Regions from separate parts of the Mus musculus genome. Here regions 2, 3 and 4 are each linked to region 1. The links are chromatin contacts, called in public Hi-C and HiChIP or PLAC-seq maps. All regions are on one chromosome and are shown on one strand. The core of a region is the stretch at or near the end of the contact, and the rest is flanking DNA. Distances in the headings are between cores, read along the strand shown.

What was found. Hi-C and Micro-C count contacts between places; a contact is called where the count stands out from the background. HiChIP or PLAC-seq counts read pairs in DNA pulled down with a chosen protein or histone mark.
Region 2: a contact with region 1 is called in a Foxp3 HiChIP or PLAC-seq map of regulatory T cells, with 10 times the contacts expected there. The contact joins the promoter of Bcl6 here to the enhancer-like site in region 1. A contact is called at or near these places in 17 of 39 promoter capture datasets (the 3T3-L1 cell line, the C10 cell line, the HPC-7 cell line and 12 more), 2 of 15 datasets of contacts at CTCF or cohesin (large pre-B cells and pro-B cells), 58 of 484 Hi-C or Micro-C datasets (the 63-12 cell line, the AML12 cell line, B cells and 36 more), 51 of 115 datasets of contacts at active chromatin or transcription factors (the 230-238 cell line, DN3 thymocytes, the HPC-7 cell line and 39 more) and 5 of 9 other capture datasets (adipose tissue, embryonic stem cells, liver and 2 more).
Region 3: a contact with region 1 is called in a Hi-C map of bone marrow-derived macrophages, with 18 read pairs. The contact joins two enhancer-like sites. A contact is called at or near these places in 1 of 484 Hi-C or Micro-C datasets (bone marrow-derived macrophages) and 2 of 115 datasets of contacts at active chromatin or transcription factors (bone marrow-derived macrophages and microglia).
Region 4: an H3K27ac HiChIP or PLAC-seq map of microglia shows a contact between it and region 1, with 8 times the contacts expected there. The contact joins two enhancer-like sites. A contact is called at or near these places in 1 of 15 datasets of contacts at CTCF or cohesin (large pre-B cells), 1 of 484 Hi-C or Micro-C datasets (liver) and 3 of 115 datasets of contacts at active chromatin or transcription factors (bone marrow-derived macrophages, large pre-B cells and microglia).

The regions. Positions count from the first base shown.
Region 1 is chr16:24,627,789-24,631,025 of GRCm38.p6, forward strand. All of the region lies in intron 5 of Lpp (LIM domain containing preferred translocation partner in lipoma), which reads left to right. Among named protein-coding and RNA genes, the nearest start is that of Mir28a, 200 kb to the right of the region's middle. Within about 2 kb of position 1,728, at least 111 of the 459 cell types and tissues checked have an H3K27ac peak or open chromatin away from gene starts, as enhancers often do. A contact at or near this core is called in the 230-238 cell line, the 63-12 cell line, B cells and 25 more, where this site is marked.
Region 2 is chr16:23,987,321-23,990,557 of GRCm38.p6, forward strand. Bcl6 (B cell leukemia/lymphoma 6) reads right to left here and starts at 1,532. Exons shown (of 10, transcript NM_009744.4): 1 at 1,255-1,532. It overlaps Gm31527 (a long non-coding RNA gene), which reads left to right and starts at 947. Exons shown (of 2, transcript XR_384770.3): 1 at 947-1,908.
Region 3 is chr16:24,026,157-24,029,393 of GRCm38.p6, forward strand. No RefSeq gene overlaps it. Among named protein-coding and RNA genes, the nearest start is that of Bcl6, 39 kb to the left of the region's middle. Within about 2 kb of position 1,500, at least 15 of the 459 cell types and tissues checked have an H3K27ac peak or open chromatin away from gene starts, as enhancers often do. A contact at or near this core is called in bone marrow-derived macrophages and microglia, where this site is marked.
Region 4 is chr16:24,074,576-24,077,812 of GRCm38.p6, forward strand. It overlaps Gm46545 (predicted gene, 46545), which reads right to left. Exons shown (of 2, transcript NR_155457.1): 2 at 1,900-3,064. Among named protein-coding and RNA genes, the nearest start is that of Gm46545, 6.5 kb to the right of the region's middle. Within about 2 kb of position 1,721, at least 31 of the 459 cell types and tissues checked have an H3K27ac peak or open chromatin away from gene starts, as enhancers often do. A contact at or near this core is called in bone marrow-derived macrophages, where this site is marked.

The DNA of each region.
Region 1 (3,237 bases), core at 478-2,977:
CTCAGAGTCCAGAAGGAAGTCTAGGATCTCCTAGAATTAGGGCTACAAGCAGTTTGAGCCATCTTATGTGCGTGATGGGCACCAAACGTGGTCTTCCCCGCAGAACAGTAAGAACACTTAATTCTGCATCAATTCTTCATCCCCAGGTCACTCTGTATTGTTCATTAACTAAGGACTGACATAAGTTTATGTTTTCATTAAATGTGATAGTATAAGAATCTAGCCCAACATTTCTAGCAGTGGCTTATTAAAGTATTCGAAGTGACAAAATAATTTGAATTCCCATTGCCTTGTTACTGGTCATGTGTCTTTCCTATAGTCCCTACAGTCAAGGTCTTCATAGATATAACTGTATGGGGAAACGTGCTGGAGGATTCAGATATTTACTGCCTGCTTCCCTGAACTGAACCCGGGCAGCTCTGGAAGGATATTTAGAACTGATTAGATAAGAGGGTTTTATGTACTGGAGGAGGTAGAGATGGTTGCACAGATTTTTCTCCTAGCCATACCCACTGATCTTGAACAATGGACACATGAGTTCAGGTGTAGTCTACTGACAGTTCCTGGTATATTATCCTGTGTGGGGCTGGGAGTGTATAGCTCAGTAGTAGAAGGTTTGCCAAACAACTGTTAAGGTGGTGGGTTCAAATCCTACCCTGCATAAATAAACCAAAGGAAAACCACACTACTTGTGTTCTTGTGTCTCACATAGTTTCATTGTGATATGTGATGGATCCTAAGTGAGGACATAGACAAAGGGTAGCTGAACGCATGTCCTTACAGTTGCTTCTGTCCCTGTGACAAACTGAGCCTCTCCTTCTTGTCATCACTGTTTTAATAATAGTAACATGACCTATAGTAAAGATTTTTTAGTATTAACCATGTTCTAGATATCATTCCTGATCCTCCTCTCTCAGTTGTCACGTTAATTTTAAGAAATTGTTTTGTTAGTGTCTTTCACTTGATGCTGATCTACCCTTGTCATGGCCACAGTGCTTTCTTCCCGATATGAGGCAAGGAAAGACAGGAGCCAGAGTGGAGTCTTGTAGGTGTCCATGTTCATGAGAGTCAACACAGTTCTGATCCTGAGGCTGAGATCAGAACTAGTGTTTGAGCTGTCATTGTGGAATCCTCCAGAAGCAGGATGAAAAGAGTTGCTATGGCAGGCAGCAGAGACTGGACTTCATTAGGGCTGTGACTTTCTCATCAGCTATTTGGTTCTTGAAGACAGGAGTCTGGCACACAGTTGGTATACATTGTTAATTTCAGGCTCAAAGGAACAAGTGGATGTTTGACTATTTCAAGAGAGTCTACTTAATTCTTCAGAAATTTTGTTCATCTGTAATCAGCCTAGAGTTTTCATGGAATTTCTGCTAATACAAAATCTTGTGTGATATTAAAACAGAGCTCTGGAACTGTGAAGATGTTAACACATTTCAAAATGTGTTGGTTTGATTTATTGTTTTCTTGTTCTGATAAAGATAGGGGACTACTCTTCTCTGTTTAGTGATTAAGTCACCCGCCACCTTTTTCTATTTTGGTCTTTGTGGTAATACATGTTTCCTGGAAAATTCCCCCCCCCCCCCCGTTCTATTAATACAGTAAAAGGGGGTTACGGCCGTGACTCACCCCAGGAAATCAGCCTTCGTTTGCTTCCTCAATCTCACAAACAGTGCAGTCCCCATGCACAAAATCAACAACTTCTGCAAATGGGTTACTTTATAGTTCTTAAGAAAGTTCTAGAAAATACAGTATTTGTGGTCGACTGTGTGCTTCCTGTGATGGTGGGGATTGTACAAAAGTTCAGGTTTTGCTTCTCAGTGTTCGTGAAATCCTTGCCACGCTAGATCAGTGATATGGTCTCTGGTAGGAGTTCTCTGACCTGCTGATGTTGAGCAAACATTCCAGGAACACATCCTTGCACAGTTACAGCTCAGGGCAGGGGCTTCAGCAGTTACTGTCTGGGGGTCAGAATTTCAGTGCACATGAGGTGTGTGCCAGCTTAGAGTCCCACTGTCACCCCTCTGCTCACTCGGCAATGACTGGATGGGGCCATCCACACATTAATTCTCTCCATGTGTCTTGGCGTCTCTGAGGTTTTGCTCAGTTCTCCTCATGAACTTGGGACCTGCTCTAAGGAAGCTTCCATTCCCATGACTGTGACTGCTATTACACAGTTACCTGTCATGTCCAAGGACTTCAGACTGTGAGCTCATCCTAAGGATGTCTAGCCTCAGCTGATGTGGATCAAGGCTGCGTAGAGTAAGCTTAGTCATTTTAATTCCATACGTTGTTCAACCCCAATTTTGTCTAGAAATTCATTCTTTTAAAAACAGAAATGGAGTTTAACCATGTGTTTTCTGTAGGATTTGTATTTTCCACTTTGCCTTATAATTTATATTCTTCCTTAGCTGATTTTTTAGGTATCTGACTGTGAATTTTTTCTGAATTATAAATGTCTTCCTTTTGACATTACTCTTCACTGCCTTTCTATTTTCCTGGTACAGTATGGGATAAATAGTAGCTGTTCACTGTTTGAGAAATGCTAACTATGTGGTTATTTGACCAGTGAGTGAACTTCTCTGGATCTCTGGTGTAGGAAAGGGTAGAGGAACAGTTCCTGCTTATTTTGAAGGCTAGGTATTATATTTAAAAACTCTTTTAATAGTGCCTGGTACTTAGTAAGCACTTACTAAATGTTATCATAAATAAATGATCTTTCTGCTACTTATAAAGTAGCCACATAGCATTTCCTTCTAGGATTTTCTTCCAGTCTTTTATGATGGATAAAGAAGAGCCATACAGTCTAGGAGTTCCTGTCAGCTTTCTTTATATAGGAAACCAGATGTAAATATGCTGTTTCAGTTACATACATCTCATATTTTTATATGATTGCTGACAAAACATTAAGTAAGAATTATGCTATCATATTCCCTAGATATCAATTCATGCTCTCATTAAAGTCAGACATTTATCTGGTACTGCTGACTGCTGTTCTTACCCGCAGTAATGTTAAGTACTGTCACCATTTAATGGTCTTGCCTGACCTTTGGGCATTAGTGCCAATCCTTTCTTCATTCTGTCCATGAAAACAACAACTTAGACATCCCATTCCTTCCTCCCTGTGTCTTCTTCTAGCTTAGAAACCTTTGTTTAATAGAGGGCTTGAAAACTTGCTGCAACAGAAAAAGATTGTAATAAGAAATTCTTTCTTCCATCCTTCCAAGTCGAAGCATG
Region 2 (3,237 bases), core at 282-2,781, 640 kb before region 1:
TAAGGACCTTGGGAATCTGAAGAGTGGCTATCGCTATACCCAGGGCCACTTTTTTTTTTTTTTTTTTTTTTAAACACAGCTTGCACCAAGGGGGAAAAATGAAATTAAATTTAGGAAAGGGAGGGAACTACCGCTGAGAGCCAACGCAGTCACGCAGCACCCAAAATACAAACACCGCGGCCGCCAGAAATCCCGCCACCTCTCCGGAGCTCCGGGCTGGCTGGCCAAGACCCCCCCGGGTCCCGCACGCTGAAAGCGCCGCAGGTGCAAAAAAAACAAAAAACAAAAAACAAAAAAACCGCGCACCCCTCTCCCACCCTCCCCCAAAATCCCTGTCCCGCCTTCAAGCCTCCTTCCTCGGGCTGGGCAGACCGAGCGCACCCGGGTTCCCGACTGCCTCGACTCCAACCAAGAAAGAGTAATTTTCAAAGTATTCAACGTCCCCGCCCCCCGTGCAAGCGAAGCCTTCCCAAAACACTGTCTCTCCTTGGGAAGATCACGGCTCTCAAAGGAAACTGCAGACACGATACTTCATCTGGCTTTATGACCAAAAAGAAAAGGGAAAATAAAACAACCAGCCGAGGAGTTGGCTTGCATTCCCCCCGCTGACTCCCGGCTCGGGTGCAAGGCAGGGACTGTGCGGGGCCGGGGCCGGGGCCGGGGCCGGTGGACGGCCGCCAACGCGGGCACCGGGAGAACTGAGCGGGGAGGGAGGCAGCGGCGGGGAAGGCAGTTTGCAAGCGAGCAGAGAAAGCAAGCCAAGCCGCGCGAAGCCGGCGGGGCCGCCGCGGTCCGCCCTCCCAGGCCGCGCAACCCAGCGCCCGCCGCCCCGCGCCCCTGCGTCTCCAAACACCGAAACAACACCGGGCAGGGCGGCACAGCCTCCCCGAGGCGGCCGAGGCGCTCCAAGACAGCAAAAAAAAAAAAAAAAAAAAAAAAAAAAGAAGAAGAAGAAGAAGAAGAAGAAGAAGAAGAAGAATACGTATGCGAAAAGCTAGATCCTACAGTGGGAGAGACGTGGGGCTGATCTTCGGCATTTATTTTAACACCTGACAGCTAGAATCAATAAATAGATACATTTATATCAATAGATACACATAGGAAACTTGGAGCCAAAGCATTTGGCAAAAGCGGAAAAAAAAAGAATTAAAAGGTAAAATAATGATCATGAGCAGCGGCGGCGGCAGCGGCACCAGCGGCAACAGCGGCGGCGGCGGCAGCGGCAGCGGCGGCGGCAGCAACAGCAATAATCACCTGGTGTCCGGCCTTTCCTAGAAACTTCTTGCATCACCACTTCTAAGAACCCCAGTTCTAAGAATCAACAGAGCTCAATTCTCGGAATTTGAGCTGCGGGCTTTACCATTGCTCCGCAGCAGGGGAGGACTCGGTGGCAGCGGCGCGCTCCGCAGCGCCCTCCCGGCCGGCAGAATGCCTCGGGGCCGCGCCGCTCGCCGCCCTATAGTGCGGATCGTGGTTCCCGCAGCACCGCCGCCCGGAACACCGGGGGTCCCGAGGCGGGCGCGCGCGGCTACAAGGCGACCCTCCCTGCCCCGGGCCACCGATGGAACCGCCCGCTCCGCCGCCGTCACGTGGGCTCCGTGACGTCGGCGTCTTCGCTGTAGCAAAGCTCGGCCTCTGGAATTCTGAGAACTAATTTGCTATTCGGTGACATAAGAGGGAGAGTGCGCTTTGCTTTCCCGGGGTCTGGGGCTAATTCTTCCTCTCCTACCCATAAACTCGGCTCCTCGAGCTAAATACACAAAAGGGAGCGAGAGAGTTGAGCCGTTAGAACAAGTGTGTTAGAGGCAGGTTTAGAGAGACGAGGGAGGGAGAAAACAATAAATACCACAGCTCCTTCCAGCTAGAGTATTAGGCACCACGAGAAAAATATTTGCCAAGCAGTTTTCGGTGGGTTCATTTGTTTTCTTTTTATTTGGGACAATTATGTTGGGGCGGGGGGGGGGTCCTTTGGGGATGGTGGCTTGGGATGCTCCTGTTGTATTTTAATGATTTAGGTGGGGTTTTTTTTCCGCTTCTGATTTTTGCCTTTTGCAAGTTTGTGGTGTTATGTAAATCGTCGGGACTGTCATTCGTTGGTTTTATTGTCTCCCTGCGTTCTCGCTTTCTCTCTCTCTCTCTCTCTATCTCTCTCTCTCTCTAAAGGTGCAATATTTCAACCTAATACCATTGACAGAAGCTTACATTTTTGGCCACATATGACAGCCCCAACCTCCAACACCACCACCGCTCCCCGCCCGCCCCCCCCGCCCGCCCCCCAGCCGCCCTTGGTACAATTTCCTTTTCCTCTTGGACTTTTGCTGAAGCTTTCCTGCACTTGAAAGAGATGTAAAAGGATTTGGATTGGTTTGGTTTGTTTCTTTCCAGGACAGCGAGTGGTGGGTTTACTCTGTTACTGTTGACTCTCAGGAAATTTCTTGATGCTAGAAATGTGTGTGTGGGTACGTGTAATGTTTGCCTGTTACAACATTCTGTGAAGCCAAATACATGTTTGTATTTTGCTATTTTCTTAAGGTCTTGAACATTCCCCCCACCCTTTTTTTTAAACCCCCACTGGGTTCGTTTCAAGGTCGTCGGGAGAAAGGAAAAAAAATCTCTTCAGTATGTGTTGAAGGGATCAGCCTGAGGGAATTCTAAAGGCCTGGCTGCCAGGATCACAGATACTGCGCGTATTGAGTACAGGCTGTGCTACACTAGGCGCACTGCTCGCAGCCGGGTCCTCTAGGCTTTGGAGCAGAGCTGAGGGGAGGAGAGGAGCGGAATCTTTCTTTCCCTTCTTTCTTCCTTTATTTTAAAAGGTGAATACAGGGCAGACTCCTTTCACGGTGGGCCCTGGGTTATGTGTTCATAGCTGCAGTTTCCTTATTTAAATGTTGGTCGGGGTTTTTGCCCTCCTACTCATCCCTGGATGAGTGAGACTCTTGTTTCTTTTATGTCTGTCTCTTGCAAGAAGGGTGTGAGCTAAATAATATTCAGATTCCTTAAGAACTAGAATGAACTCAAAGTGTTTGGAGCAAAAGACTCTTTCAAAGGTCAGGCTGTTCTGGGCTTTAGCTGTGAAAGTCCTTCAAGTGGCTCGTTAAATCACAGAGGGGTTTTCAAGCATTCGCAAAATATCTCCACATATTAATTTCTAATGAATACTTGTGGACCACAACCCTAAACGTGGGCTTAAAAATAGAGATGCAAGCAGAGTTCTGGAAGACTGCTGGCTTGTGG
Region 3 (3,237 bases), core at 250-2,749, 600 kb before region 1:
CTGGATGCAAAGAGTAAATTTTCATGTTGGGTGATGAGAATTGCCACAATTGGTTGGGTCTTTCAAAATACCTGACCGAGAAGCTATTAAACCTCCTCAACCCAAACTGACAATCCACACCTCAGGTGATCAATCCACGCACATATGTGGCCTGGAACGGCACACTGCACTCCACCTGGACCATGCAATAGGGCAACTATGGCTTTTTTAAATGAACAAATAAAACAACAACAAATCCAACTCTTCTATGCAGCAGCCTGGGGGTTTGTCCAGAGCTCACTGCTTTACCGGGTACTAACAATAAAAGCCTAGTGTAAGACTGCAGTCCTTTCTTTAAGGAGTGCTAATTGGAGAAAAGCTCTGTTCGCATTGGCGGGGGTGGGGGAGGAAGGTGTCATCATGCTGGGTGATTCTTTAGAAAAACGCTGTTTCAGTGTCTACTTGCACTTTGAGTAATTCAAAATAAGCCCATGAGTCGGCACTGAGGAGAGCACTTGCTAATCAATCTAACAAATGCTTCGGAATTAACAGGTCAAGGCCTCTTCATAAATGCGGGGACCAGAGGCTTGGAAAGCATTTGATTCTCCTATATACTGCAAACATTTTTCGTCATAACTTCACAATGCTCATTGTTCTGTTTTGGGGGTCTGAGCACAACCTGGAAGCCCTCTGGGGGACCACACTTCCAGGATGACTGGAATCTAAAATCCGAAGGGAAGGTGGCCTTCCTTCTGCCTAAGGTGCCTTGGTGCTTTCCCTTTGTTCCCAGTGGTGCTGGAGATTGAACCCAGGACCCTGAGGGCAAAGCAAGAGCCATGTCATTGAGTTAGACCCTCAGCCCTTTTCTTATTCATTTCTACGAATCAAAAAGTTCTGACTTTGGAAGCTGAACTCAAAGGTTACTTATTGGTAATGACGCTCCTTAGGCCGTCAAACTGGCCATCCTCTTGCCTCAGAGTATTGTGACCATTCGGCTAGCATGACTGAAATGCGTGTGCCTGACATTTTCTGTCCCCTGTTGAGTTTCCCGAGGATGGGGTTATGCCTAACTCACTTGCTTACTCTGCCTTGTGACATACAGCAGTTTTGCTTGGTGATAGTGCTATGTTCTGTTTGCCATTCCTTGGTGACTCTGTAAGGCAAGGCCTAGGTTCAGCTGCCCCACTGGGATCCAAAATAAGAAAGGCTAAAACAACAAAGTAGTTTCCTTCTCATTTACATTGCCAAAATCACCACGAGGAGGGAATGGCTTATCACGCTGTACAGTTCTGGAAAGCCAGGCCTGGCCCTCTCAGCTAATGCCTCAAGCAGTCTGGAGCAGCAGCCATGTTGTTGGTCTGTCACACCGTTGAACGGAGGACAGACACTGGGAATACCAAGAAGAAATTTCTTGTAAAGTTCTCATGATAATTACTTTAACCTAAGATATGTAGGTATAAAACAGAACAGAAAGCCGGAGAAGGAAGTGGCCATAAATACTCCCAGCCATCTAGGGGAACCGAATTTGATTCTAAGCTTCTTGGAAACTACGTAGAAAAAGAGAACACAATGGGACAGTGGATTTCTCTTTCTAAAGAGACAAAACTTATGAACTCATCTGCTGGAGAAACCAAATTTTCATGGTTATTAAAATGAAAATAGCATCGCCCCCCCCCCCCACAGTTGGCGTTTAAGCATAATAAGGTCTCTCATAGTGAGAATGCAAGGGGAGGGAGAAGAGAAGAAAAAGGAGAAGAGGAGGAGGAGGCAGAGGAGGGGGAAGAGGAGGAGGAGGAGGAGGAGGAGGAGGAGGAGGAGGAGGAGGAGGAGGAGGAGGAGGAGGAAAGAGAGAGACCTATCAAACCCCTCTAAGGCATTCAGCACAAACTCTCTGCACTGTCTGGCCCCCTCTCCGGTCTTGGCTTCTGCTGTTACCCTCTATCATAAATGCTTTTGTGAAGGACAATATTAAGTTGGTCCCGGCTCTGACTCTATTCCAGTACTTATCTGCTAGGCATTCTTAATTTTCTGAAACACTTGACCTTGATTAAATCACGCCCTTTATTTCTTTTGCATAAAACTTTACTGGTTTCGCTCCTGATCGTGTGCAGTGTTCTTTCTTGATTTCCCTTTGAGACTAGTTGGGTCCCATTCTTCTTTTAAATATCAGCAACCTTCTGGCTTTCTTTTTCTGGGTACCTCCCTTCCTTCCTTGCTTCCCTCCCTTCCTTATTTCCTTCCTTTTTTAACTCATTCCTTGCTTCTTCCCCTTTCTAGGAAATGCCATCTGCCCTTATGATTTTAATTTATTCTCTAAATTTTAATAATTCACAGTTTTAGCCTCACATTACAATGTACACTTGGGTTAACTCTTTAGATTTTTAAATTTGAATTATTTATATGTGTTTACACTTGTTCGTGTTTGTCTGTGTGGGTATATACACACATGTATTAAGATTTCTGTGAAGGCCAGAAGAGGACCCTAGATGTTCTGGAACTGAACCAACAGGGTGGATACTGGCAACTTAACCCAGGTCCTCCGCAGGAGCAACATCAACATGGTATCTCCAGTTCCTACTTGGGTTTGAAATTTGCATATTCAACATTCTCCTGACTTAGTTTATACATCCCTTTACTTCTGCATGTCTCAGATTGATAGTTGTCTTCCTCCTAACCTTTGTTACCCCTTGTGTTTTTCATCTCAATGAAGGGCTCTATCTTCCACTCAAATGTTCAAGACTGAATAGTAGTGGGGTTTAACTTTTCTCTGAACTCTGCTCCCCCCAAACCTCAACAATCTTCAATCACAGGGCACTACTAACTCCAGTTCCTAAATCTCCCTTTAGCTATTCTCCTAATCCTATTCCCAGGGACATGACCTAAGAGCAGTGGAATTCTGTTGTAACACAGAGTCAGACTCCTGTCCCTGGCTTGCTTTTCTTCTAACTGGATCCTACAAGTATGAACTTGTCTTAAAGTGTAAAGCATAGTGCATCTCAATATAGCCCTAGTTCTATACCCAAAACTATCTACCCCTGCCTGTGTCTCCCAGTTTACCTCTTCCTTGTCAAACTTCAAAGAGCACACTGTCCCCAACTGCACCACTTCTTAACCACACCTGCTCATCGTCGCCATGTGCTGCTCCCATCCACCCACCCGTCTCCTGGAGTATCAGCTTTTAACTCTCACCTTAAAAACAACCTAGCTGTTATTTATTCACGGACATATATTTCATATATGTATGCAGTGTATCATGGT
Region 4 (3,237 bases), core at 471-2,970, 550 kb before region 1:
ATCTACATTCTGCCATGTGACTGGTTACCTGTGCTCAGGTACCACACATCGATCTCCTCACATTTTCCCTGGTGAATTTCCTGTGCCTGGCACTATCCCAAAATCCTTTCTGCTTTTTGGATGTCCCACCTCCAACTTTCTGACTCCGCTATAGGGCATCAGTTATACTATTGACAGGTGTCACATCCATACAGACACAAGATATTTTCTCTACACCCCTCATAGTCTAGTGACTTGATTCTTCTTTTCTTTTTCCTTTTTCTTTTTCTTTTTCCTCTTTTTTCTTTTTTCTTTTCTTTCCTTTCTTTTCCTTCCCTTTCCTTCCCTTTTCTTTCCATCCCTTCCCTTTTCTTTTCTTTCCCTTTTCTGTCAGAGTGAAGCCCCTGAATGTAAGAAGAAATCTTTCACCAACCAGCCAGCACTTCAAAGGTGTCAACCAGAGTACGTTGGACAATGAGCTAAAACAATGAAATTAGAGTGAAAGTATGGATCAGGGAGATCTATAGACGCACACTGAAATCCTAAGGGTAGGCTACCTCTTCCATGGTCAGTACAGGATGGCTGAGTGCCAGCTCTAAGTCATGCATGTCACCCTGTAGGAGTGGATAAAGCCATTAGCGAGCCTGGGTGGGGATAGCTTTCTTTGCTCGGGTTGTGTTGCAGTACAGGAGGGTTGAACCCAATGAGCAAGTAGGGGTGAGGGAGGAGAGGCAATGAGAAAGTGTGATTTTTATTTGTTTACCTCTCACCTGTCGGGGCACCTTGGGCCATGGATGAAATGAATTAGGCTTTAAAAAAACCAAACCAAACCAAAAAAATGAACCAGTCACTCTTCAACATGGTCCGCAGAGCAGCAGCAATGGAATTCCATACCAGAGCAACAGAAATATAGAAGTGGATTGACAGTCGGAATCAGCAACTTCAGAGGGGGCCCAAGCAATCACCTATTCTATCTGGTCCTCATGTTCTGAGGCACGGTCAAGTTTGAGAACCACAGGGCTATCTATACACAGGGACTTTTAAAGTCCTTTCCTTTTGTTTGTAGTTGCAATGGTCTATATTTCTTCTATTGATGTCTTAGTCCTTTTGCTGATGAAGGAGCAGATACTCACCCTCACTCATTCCATTTATATGTTCTACCCAGCAAAGTCCTTGTCCTCTAAGACCTCAAGAACATCCACAGTTTAGGACCCTGGGGTGTCCCTGGACATGTGCTCTAGTGGTGGATCCTTTGAGAAGACATCCTATGTTGGCATTCTGATCCAGGGCCTAGCAGGCCCAAGGCAGGGTTTATGTCAGAGGCCTCAGGGAGGGTGAGGCTGAGGTCCAAAGAGGCCTGGTGAGGAGGGAGGCTGAGGTTCAGGGGTGTGACAGTGTAATCCCCTTACCCAGTGTCCCATCCTGGGGATGTGAAGAAAAGCTGTCCTGTGTTCTAAGAGGCTGGTTGCAGCCTCAATTCATTTTCACATTGGCTGCCTTTGGGGCCAATATGCCTCCACCCTGAATTTTCTATCCCTTTCAATGGGGCTCAGCAAATCATATGAAAAAGTCAAGAGGCTGTTTAAGAAGCACTCATCTGGACCCACAGACACACACACACACACACACTCTCTCTCTCTCTCTCTCTCTCTCTCTCTCTGCCCCTCCTCCAATGCCATGATGATTCACTTCACATCTCTTCTCCTGTCATTTTATGGAGTCATGATGATGGTGAGGATGAGCTTTAGGGGATAGAGTGGGTGTGGGGAACTCCGTGGTTAGAGGACCTCGCAGTGGGGACACCCTGTTGCAGAAGCAGAACTCAAATGGTTTGGGTAATTATCTGTATGATAGATGAAATCCAAAGAGCACAGAACCAAAGAAAGACAAACACCCATTCCCTGATGCCCACCCCACCCCACCCCCAGCAGCCAGGCACCCACTCTTTTACCCCAAAGCAGAGATCATACCAAGAGCAGAAAGAGGCAGGGTGGAGAAGCAGAAGGGCAGTTCTGGGCCCTGGAGCTTGTGACAGTGGCTACCTTCCTAACCATCCCAGCAGATGTCCCTCTAGCAGACAGGCAGAAGGAAGTCTCTGTGGTCTGGGGCCCCACCCTGGATAGTTCTGTAATGGTGCCATTCTCAGAAGAGGAAGTGCAATGCCATGGGTAGGCACCGAGGTCTTTCTCCCAAGGGACACTCTACTTCTTGGTCCAGGTGATATTGAATGATATCCGTGGCTATTCCATCTCTTTGTGTCTTGCTCTCTGAAAGTAGAGAATGTTAGCCATGCCAGCACAAGCCCCTTGCCTAGGCACGTGAGAAAGCACAGTGGATAGGGCTGTTTATATTGGCACTTCTCCTTTATCTAACGTTGCCAGCTATAGGAGTTTCACGTGCAGTATCTCATCGGTGCCCTCTGTCAAGCCTGGCCATACATTCTTAGCCTTGTAAGGAAAACAAGATGGAGAGAGGTTGGTTTCCAGTGTCACACAGCAAGTCTAGAGTGGCTTAGGGGTTTTGAGTAGAGACTTGTCATTTCAGCACAACATTCTGCTCTCTCACCCATGAAAATTCAAGGCCTTTTCAAGAAAATGCTATCCCCTGGTTGTGCCATCATTGCCTCATGCCTCTGACTCTCCAGATGCTTGCAATTCTCACAAACAATATTCTGTTTCCCTCGTTTCTGGAATCCAGCCTCTCGACACGCGGGCAGATTTGGCTGTGACCTCTACTCTATTTTCTTCAGAGTCCAGACAGAATTCCTTAAGAGTCCACAAGGACTTATTGCATTTACTAGTTCTCAATGAGGTCAAAGGGAAACATTGGTCCTGTGGGTTCTCCGGAGCATGACTCTGACCTCTATAGCAGCTTGGGCCTTGAGATGGTGAGACTTCATAAGAGAAGGCAGACTCCTAAGACATTCCGGGTTGGGGGCTCTTCCCAGTGGGTGCCATTGTTCCCCATGGTTGGGAATCACAGTGTGGGCTCAGGCCCCCTCTGCTCTGGAGCTGGGCACCTTCCCCACTTGCTCTCTTGGTGGCCAGTCCCACACCTGTTTCTTAATTCTCTTCTCACCACACTTCTGAAATAAAGATGGTTAACAGCTGTCTATAAAATGCTTTCTGACCAGGCATCAGGCATTGTACCAGAGCCAAGTACTGTGGAACAAATGAGCTCTGCCCAGACTCACCTCCCAAGGCATTCAAGTGTGGGAGAAACCCAAAATGCCGTGGCTGGAGAGGGTATTTTAGCAGT